Regions from separate parts of the Xenopus laevis genome. Here region 2 is linked to region 1. A link is a contact called in public Hi-C data. All regions are on one chromosome and are shown on one strand. Each heading gives the region's core, a stretch centred on a gene start, on an enhancer-like site or on the middle of the called end of the contact. The rest is flanking DNA. Distances are from core to core; before and after follow the strand shown.

Evidence for each region. A called contact is a pair of places that touch in the nucleus more often than the background predicts.
Region 2: a Hi-C map of the XTC cell line shows a contact between it and region 1, with 3 times the contacts expected there. The contact joins two enhancer-like sites. A contact is called at or near these places in 2 of 4 Hi-C or Micro-C datasets (the XL177 cell line and the XTC cell line).

Annotation. Positions count from the first base shown.
Region 1 is chr4S:121,321,198-121,325,504 of Xenopus_laevis_v10.1, forward strand. No RefSeq gene overlaps it. Among protein-coding and RNA genes, the nearest start is that of mitf.S, 27 kb to the left of the region's middle. Within about 2 kb of position 2,379, at least 1 of the 7 cell types and tissues checked has an H3K27ac peak or open chromatin away from gene starts, as enhancers often do.
Region 2 is chr4S:121,510,825-121,515,131 of Xenopus_laevis_v10.1, forward strand. No RefSeq gene overlaps it. Among protein-coding and RNA genes, the nearest start is that of LOC108715918, 18 kb to the right of the region's middle. Within about 2 kb of position 2,342, at least 2 of the 7 cell types and tissues checked have an H3K27ac peak or open chromatin away from gene starts, as enhancers often do.

The sequences.
Region 1 (4,307 bases), core at 1,129-3,628:
AATTATAAGGTTTATAAATATAAAATCCCCAAACAGGAACTGACATCATAAAAAAATTGCACCCCCATTTCACAAAGTGAACCCTTCACAACATTTTGACCATAAACAAGTCTTAAAGGGGTGGTTATATTTACGTTAATAGAACGGCCAATTCTAAGCAATTTTTCAATTGGTCTTTAATATTTAGTTTTTATAGTTCTTTAATTATTTGACTTATTCTTCTGACTCTTTCCAGCTTTCAGATCGGGGGGTGTCACCGACCCCCATCTAAAACAAAAATGTGGTTTGCATAGTCACAATTATTCATTTATATTCACTGGATAAAATAGGAGGAGGAGGAGGAGAAAGGATAATTTTTAAAAAATATTTGTACCTTTAAGGGGTTGTTCACCTTTAAATCAGCATTTAGTATAATATTCTGAGACCATTTGCAATTGGGTTTCATTTTTTGCATCGCTCCAGTTTGCAATTTCAGCTGATTGATCTGATTGCTAGGGTCCCAATTACCCTAGCAACCATGCACTGATTTCAGCCTGCAAAAAAGAAACACTGCTCCGTGTGTCCTCAGCCTTAGAATTTACTGCAAGTTTGTCAAGATGGCAATTTGATAAGGGGGACCTCAGTGACCAAAAGTATGATGGAATCAATAACCTGAGAAATAACGGATAGATCCATTTAACCCTCTTTCCCAACTTTCATTGTTTCATGCTCTTTCTTCTTACATTAGATAAGACTTTAACCAGTGCACTGTAGGTTTATTATATAAGGTATAACTACTGCAGGCACCTGCAGGGTTAATTTCATGGAGAAGCGTAAGTTCTATTTATGGGGATCTCTTGATTTATGGCTTCATCTTCTCCGAGGAAGTGCTGCTTATAGCCGTCATTATAGCGCTAGGCACGTAACCGCTCTTCCTGGCTTCTCCCATATGTTATACCCATCAAATATAAATGGGCACTTTAATGGACAGTATATTGGCTGTTGGCACTGCCCATTCACCCCAGTGTCTATGCAATGATCCAACCAGATCTGATACAATCTCCATATAAATGCAGAACTTGCTTCTTATTAAAGATACAGTATGTATACAGAGGGAATGACTGAGATCAGGTACTTTTACCTTTTTATTTAAGAGCAGAGACACACGCTGCTATTTCGGGAGATTACTCGCCCAGTGACAAATCGCATCTTCGTCAGGCGACTAATCTCCCAGAACTGCCTTCCCGCCGGCTAGAATGTAAATCGCCGGCGGGATGGCACTCAGATCAGTACAGCTTTCCAAAGTCACCCGAAGTTTACTCGCGAGGCAACTTCGGGCGACTTAGGGAAACAAAGTGTTTTGAGTGCCATACATTCTAGCCGGTGGGAAGGCAGTTCTGGGATATTAGTTGCCAGAAGAAGAAACGATTTGTCTCTGGGCGAATAATCTCCCAAAATAGCAGTGTGTGTCTCTGCCCTTAAACTCATACAGGCAATAGATCCCCCCTCCTCCTGACTTGTTAATGATACAAACGGTTCTCCTATATATTTTTATCCCAAAAACTTCCACAGTAATTACTGATAACCAGTAAATTGTGCGCTAGTCCAGTGCAACTATACATACAGCATGTGTCTTTCTTACCTCTAGCACCAACGCACCTATAAATGTGAATAAGGCCCAATGTGCAATATAAAGCTTTTTTACCAGGTGCCTTGTGCAAAGTGCAATTTTGGACATGTTTCTTACCCACAATGCAGCATTTCCCCCAGAATTCCATGGTATTTGCAGTAGAGTCCTGTGCGGAATCAATTTATTAAATCCGAACCCGACCCGCAAGCCGCATTCTTACCCGCTTGGACCCGTGACCCGACCAGACCCAAAGTACCTTATCCGCAACCCGATCCGCGACCTGCTGACCAACAAGAAACAGAAAGTGCTGTCATTGTAAAACGGAAGTGACATCATTAGAAGTAGGTGTGACCAGAAAAAGGGAGTAAAAATCGCTATTGAGAAGACTAGCGACCCGCACACCCGCAGAACCGAAACTTCTACCCGCAACCCGCAGGTTATCCTCTTTTTTTATTTCTATAATAACAAAGAGGCTAAATAGATGGAATAGTAGATTATAGTATGTAAAGAAACAGAGGTTGAGTGAGGAGAGGAAGAATAATAGTACTGAGGGTGGGCCCCTGGTCTAAGGTTTTTGGGTGGGTCCCTGGTGTCCCAGTCCAATACTGGCAGGGCCAGAACTGGGGTAGGCCCAGGCACATACCTCCCCTGTTCCCTACTCATGTTAAGTGTATTTCCGTCTGTTTGTGCAGGCTCTTTGATAACACACGGACGCATGCTCAATTGTGCATGGACATGTGTGAGGGGGGTGACACAGTCAGCCTGACCCGACCCTGCCCAGCAATCCCAGACCGGTAATCTGTCAAGCAAAGGCCCGAACCAGATAAATTTAAGTGGGCCGGCAAAGCCAGGAGCCACCGAATAAAAAGCTAAAGCTGCCAAATGGAAGCTGAAGCGACAAATGGGAGATGAAGCGCCCAAAAGAGCCAAAGCAGCCAAATGGAGCCGAAGCTACAGAGGACAATGGAGAAGCTGCTGTCTTCTAGGAGGAAGAAGACTGTCTGCCAAATTTAAAAGGTAAGTTTCTACTGAACCCCAGTTTTTTTTTTGTTTGTTTTTTTTTTTTAAATCCCTGACCAATGTTTTTTTTTTTTTTTTTAACTTGGGGGGGGCTGCCAATGTCACACATTTAAATGAGGGTTGCTTTGATTTTTTTTGCTAGGGCTGCTTTTTACTTCCAGTCCAGCCCTGTTCCCCGGCGTCAGTAATTGCACTTACTCCCTATTCATTAGAAGAGGCAGGATGGACCAGATGTGCACAAGACAACTACACAGAAGACACAAGTACCTTTAATAAAGGCATAAATTGCACTTACAATCATAAATGATCATTCAATACGTCGCTTGACGCTATTTCATACAAGTGGGAATGACATGAACCGACACTGCATTGAAATCTTCATACAGAGAATTTAATGGCACTAAACCCACAGGAGCCAAAATCCTGGCCCTGTGCGCAGTTCTGTTCCCGAATCTTTACATGCGATTCCATGGGAGTCACAGACTTAGCACAGATGTGTTTGCTGCACAGTTACTGCTGGATCTTTCATGTCTAATGGGGGGGGGGGGGAGTGTCATAAAAGTAAAACAGAAATGTGCATATATCACTGTAATATATTTAGACAGTTATAAGTTTGCCACTATCAGTTTTGCTTTATATACTTAGGGGACATGTGATATTAGTATTGTGGAAGGACACTCACCCTCCATTGATGCAGCCCACCTTCTACTTGGCACCCTTGCCCTATGGTGAAGCAATCAGGAAGGATCACCAGCAGGGCATCAATTCAATTAGCCACTGGGCAGCCTGGGTGGCACTGGGTTGTTCAAAGGATCCCCAGGAGAACCCAGGAGGAACCAGTTTCTTAATCCTTTTGTGAGGGGAATGTAGGGGATCAGAGAAATCCTTCTCCTTTTTTTCTGTCTGTGACATCATCAGGCTGGAGAGCCGTCCGATTGGCTGGGCGTCCCAGTGCATCCTTAGGAGACAGGGTGTGCCTGATTTTGGAGCCATTTTGTGCAGGGTCTCCAACAGAGTTTAACAGGGGTGGTATGCTGAAACATCCAGCCAGAACCAGTTCTTGTGAGACTGTCCAAGCTGTTGCAGCTGTGGAAGTACAGAGAGCCCATCCTGTTCCCTGCCAAACTGCTAGAGATTCAGAAGTAGAAAGATGTCAATAGTGAGATTGATCCTGCTGCAGAGCTGCCTGTAATCTCCAGTGTGACTGCCTCTGAGAGCACTCCGTTGAGTGAGCCACACAAGAGAGGATACTGGCACGGATACAAGTGTGGGGCCCCAATTTGAGGACAGGTCTTGTGCATTTGCCTGCTATGTGGGATCTGCTGCTAAGTTCTAAAGGGAGAGATACTTTTGGGAAAGGTAGCACTACCTGGGGTATAAGAGCTCTGGGGAAGGGACATTTCAATTGAACTGAACTGTGTGTTATAACCTCTTCCAGAGGATTGGGACTTTAATAATAAAAAGGACTGTGTTGGAGAAACAGTCAGGTACCTAATAGTGAGATAGGTAGGTCCCACATGTCCCCAGTGCAGGAGGGCATTGTGTATTATATTGCCCAATTTCTTTCACTACTGTTTATATAAAGTTTATATCTGTTACATTTGCAAACTGTGTATTTTATTTCGCCTAGTGGAAATTCCCTGAGGTGTGCTCCTCTGTGTGTAGTTGGAGGCATCAG
Region 2 (4,307 bases), core at 1,092-3,591, 190 kb after region 1:
AGTGCTGTTCCAGCAGAATTCTGCACTGAAATCCATTTCTCAAAAGAGCAAACAGATTTTTTTATATTCAATTTTGAAATCTGACATGGGGCTAGACATATTGTCAATTTCCCAGCTGCCCCAAGTCATGTGACTTGTGCTCTGATAAACTTCAATCACTCTTTACTGCTGTACTGCAAGTTGGAGTGATATCACCCCCTCCCTTTCCCCCCCAGCAGCTAAACAACAGAACAATGGGAAGGTAACCAGATAGCAGCTCCCTAACACAAGATAACAGCTGCCTGGTAGATCTAAGAACAACACTCAATAGTAAAAACCCATGTCCCACTGAGACACATTCAGTTACATTGAGAAGAAAAAACAGCAGAAACTGCCAGAAAGCATTTCTCTCCTAAAGTGCAGGCACAAGTCACATGACCAGGGGCAGCTGGGAAATTGACAATATGTCTAGCCCCATGTCAGATTTCAAAATTAAATATAAAAAAATCTGTTTGCTCTTTTGAGAAATGGATTTCAGTGCAGAATTCTGGTAGAGTAGCACTATTAACTGATGCGTTTTGAAAAAAACATGTTTTCCGATGACAGGATCCCTTTAAATAAATAGCTGCATTGCTTTGGAAAAGGCTCGGTCAGTCTCCAAGAACTAAACTAAGAGGGTAAAAAAAAAGTTGTTAACAATGGAGCCGTTGTGTGTCCCACCTGAAGGGGATATTTTTAAGGAGGGAAGGCTAGATCAGCCCCAGTTGCAGTGATCCATATCTCGTCAGCTGACTCCACAACTGCCAATTTCTCTAGCTTTTGGCCAAGCTGTGTAAATGTCATCAGTTCATGGTTACTGCCCATTTCACAAGGTGATTTGATCACTGCTTTCGAGTAACAACATAAGAAGACTTGGGTTCATCACATATGCTCTTTGGTGAGAATGTAGGTCCCTTAGGGGTACCTCCTTTTGCTGCCGTGGACCAATAGAGGGGTCGTTCACCTTTGAGTTAACATTTAGTATGATGTAGAGAGTGATATTCTGAGACAATTTGCAATTGGTCTTTTTTAATTATTTGTGGTTTTTAAATTATTTAGCTTTTTATTCAGCAGTTCTCCATTTTGCAGTTTTAGCACTCGGGTTGCTAGGTTCCTAATTGCCCTAGCAACCATGCATTGATTTGAATAAGAGACTGGAGTATGAATAGGAGAGGGGGCTCAACAGAAAGATGAGTAATAAAAAGCAGCAATAACAATACATGTGTAGCCTTACAGAGTATTTGTTGATTAGATGGGGTCAGTGACCCCCATTTGAAAGCTGGAAAGAGTCAGAAGAAGAAATAATTTTAAAGCTACAACTAATGAATAATGAAGACCAATTGAATAGTTGGCCATTCTATAACATACTAAAAGTTAACGTAAAGGGGTTGTTCACCTTCCAAACACTTTTTTCAGTTTTCTCCATAAACAAAGACTTTTTTTCAATTGCTTTCCGTCTTTTATTTTTTACCGGTTTCCCCAAAATGTACGTTTTAAATTTAATGTTGGTGTCTGTAGTGTTTCAGTCTGGCAGCTCAGTGATCCAGGAGCTAGAGTCCAGCGCAGGTTCATTTTTTGGAACCCGTACCCGCAACCTGTAATCTGCAACCCGGACCCGCAACCCGCATTCTTACCACCCGCTGCCCGACCCTCAAGTACCTTATCCGCAACCCGGACCCAGTGACCATCAGGAAGTGCTGTCATTGTAAACCGGACATCATCAGAAGTAGGCGTTATCTGAAAAAAGGAGTAAAAATCTCTATTGAGAAGACCCGCAGCCCGACCCGTGACCCGCGTCTATACCCGCACCCCGAACATCTACACGCAGGGCACTGCAAGTTTTCGCGGGTAACCCGCAGTCACCCGACCCACTGCAGGACTCGACCAGGAGCATCTGAACTGTTATAATTTGCTCCATTAAGTTGATACAATTAGTTGATCCATTTCTCAGCAGCATCTCTGAAGTATTAGCAACTATAGTATCAATTCTAACAGCTGCCTATATTGAAACTCAGGGATTCTGCTCAGCAGGGACAAAGATAAGAAATGTATCAACTAAATGTATCAATTTAGAACAGTTAAAGAGTCGGCGACCCCCCCCCTCCTCCCAGAGTTGCTTTAGAAGGTGAAAAATTGTACTTTACACTTTAATATTAGTAAACCGGTCACAAATAGAAAGTAGAAAGTAATTGGGAAAATTCTTTATATCTGGTGAACAATCTGAAACCAACTGAACTGAAAAAAAGTGTTTAAAGGTGAACCGCCCCTTTACAGCCCTAATGGCGCCTCACAGTCTGGTGGGGTCGGCCTGTCCCTAAATGACAGTGTTTGTGAGCTCCATGGACACGTAGTTTGGACACGGCTGAAAGGCAACAATGCAGTCAGTCCTGCAGTCAGTAGGAGTCTGGTATGAGAACCAAGTGCAGAACTACTGCCTCCAGATAACTTCATATACACCCTTAGGATATAGACCAGAGATTCCTTACTATGGGTGTGAGACCCCAATATGATCCCCTTCTAAAAAAGGGACATTTCTTGAGTGCATAGCTGATTCTTAGCCTGGCACCGCCCAGTGAATTTGGCTTTTGTTGCCCCATAAGAAACCCTGCTTTCCACCTACACACGCCAGCAATTTGCAAGTGACTCAGATCTCTCAAGCCAGACTGAAGCTGAACTGTGAGTAGCAGCAAATAGCCATAAATAACTTGACTTATTCCCAGTTTCTATGTATATTCAACTTTCCATTGCAAAATGAGCCCCGTGTGCCGAACCCACCCCGTCTGTAACAGGTTAACCCAAATCTTATGAGAGCCTGTCCTGTTTATTAAGATAGGCCAGATTATCATAGGCAGGGACTATTCAGTCTCTGTATGTTTGTATTTTTTCATATGAGTGGGAGCTGCCATGTATGAGCGGGTAGCTTCCTATGTACCGGTATATGTATACTGTAGTAAAAGACTTTAAAAGGGAAGAACTGATGGGTGCAGGATCCACGGTGGCCCCAGGGGCCCCTGCTGCACCCCAACACCCCCTACAGGGGCCACCAGAAGGGAGATCAGCGGCCTGGGGGAGTGCCTATGGGGATCGGGCTGGAGGGGCCCACCAGGTTTTTCCCCGGTGTCCCACCTGCCCAATCCAACCTTGAAAATAAAAATGCTTCTGATGCTTTTTTGCAGAGCTGGTATAGTAATGAGACTGGCCCTACGTGGACATAGTATAAGCCGTAGCTATTCATGGCAATACTTAACCAGCATTCCTGATGCTTTATTCTATGTCCTAGGGCTGCAGTTCATGTTTACAGATGCAGTATTCCCCCATTCTGCTTCAATACATAAACAAAGATTGTGCGGAGCATCTGTGAATTCATAGAGAGGTTTGATATCTCGCATGTCATGGGGCACAGATGTGATTTCTGTATCATTCCCAGGGCAGAACAGTAAGATTAAAAGTACTTTTAGTTTAAGCTAAATTTGACTGATCCCCAACCAGAGGGAAGCCAGACTCAATCTGGAGTCACCAGTGCTGGCCAGTGTATGGGGATCTTTTCAGGGCAATTGTGGAAGAAGGAGCAGGCAGCTATTTCATTTACCCTTCCCTGTATAATAAACTCCTCCTTATCTGTAAGTCTGATAAACAAGCAGCAGCTGGGGGTAGGCAGGGGCTCATATATACATACAGATAACTTCCAAGACTTCAGAAGTAAAAGGAGTCGGGGAGCAACACAAGCATGAAAAATGTCCCTGGGGTGCCAAATAAGGGCTGTGATTGGCCATTTGGTAGCCCCTATGTGGATTGTCAACCTACATTGAGACTCTGTTTGGCAGTACACCTGGTTTTTATGAAACCAAAACTTGCCTCCAAGCAGGGGCGTAACTATAGAGGAAGCAGACCCTGCGGTTGCAGGGGGGCCCAGGAGTGTAGGGGGCCCAGTGAGACCCTAATTAATTAGCAATTTTAATATATCTTGGTAAAATAGACCAACTTATAAATATTTTGGGGCCCTAAATTGAATTTGCTATGGGGCCCAGTAACAACTAGTTACGCCACTGCCTCCAAGCCTGGAATTCAAAAATAAGCTCCTGTTTTGAGGCCACTGAGAGCAACATCCAAGGGGTTGGAGAGCAACATGTTACTCACGAGCCACTGGTTGGGGATCACTGCTCCAGGGGATGAGAGGAGATGATAATAAGGATTAGTCTCTGCTGAACACGAGGCTGCAAAGACAAAAAATATAAATTTATAAGACAGAGTGTGTCTGACTTCTGCATAAGGTTGCCACCTGTACAATG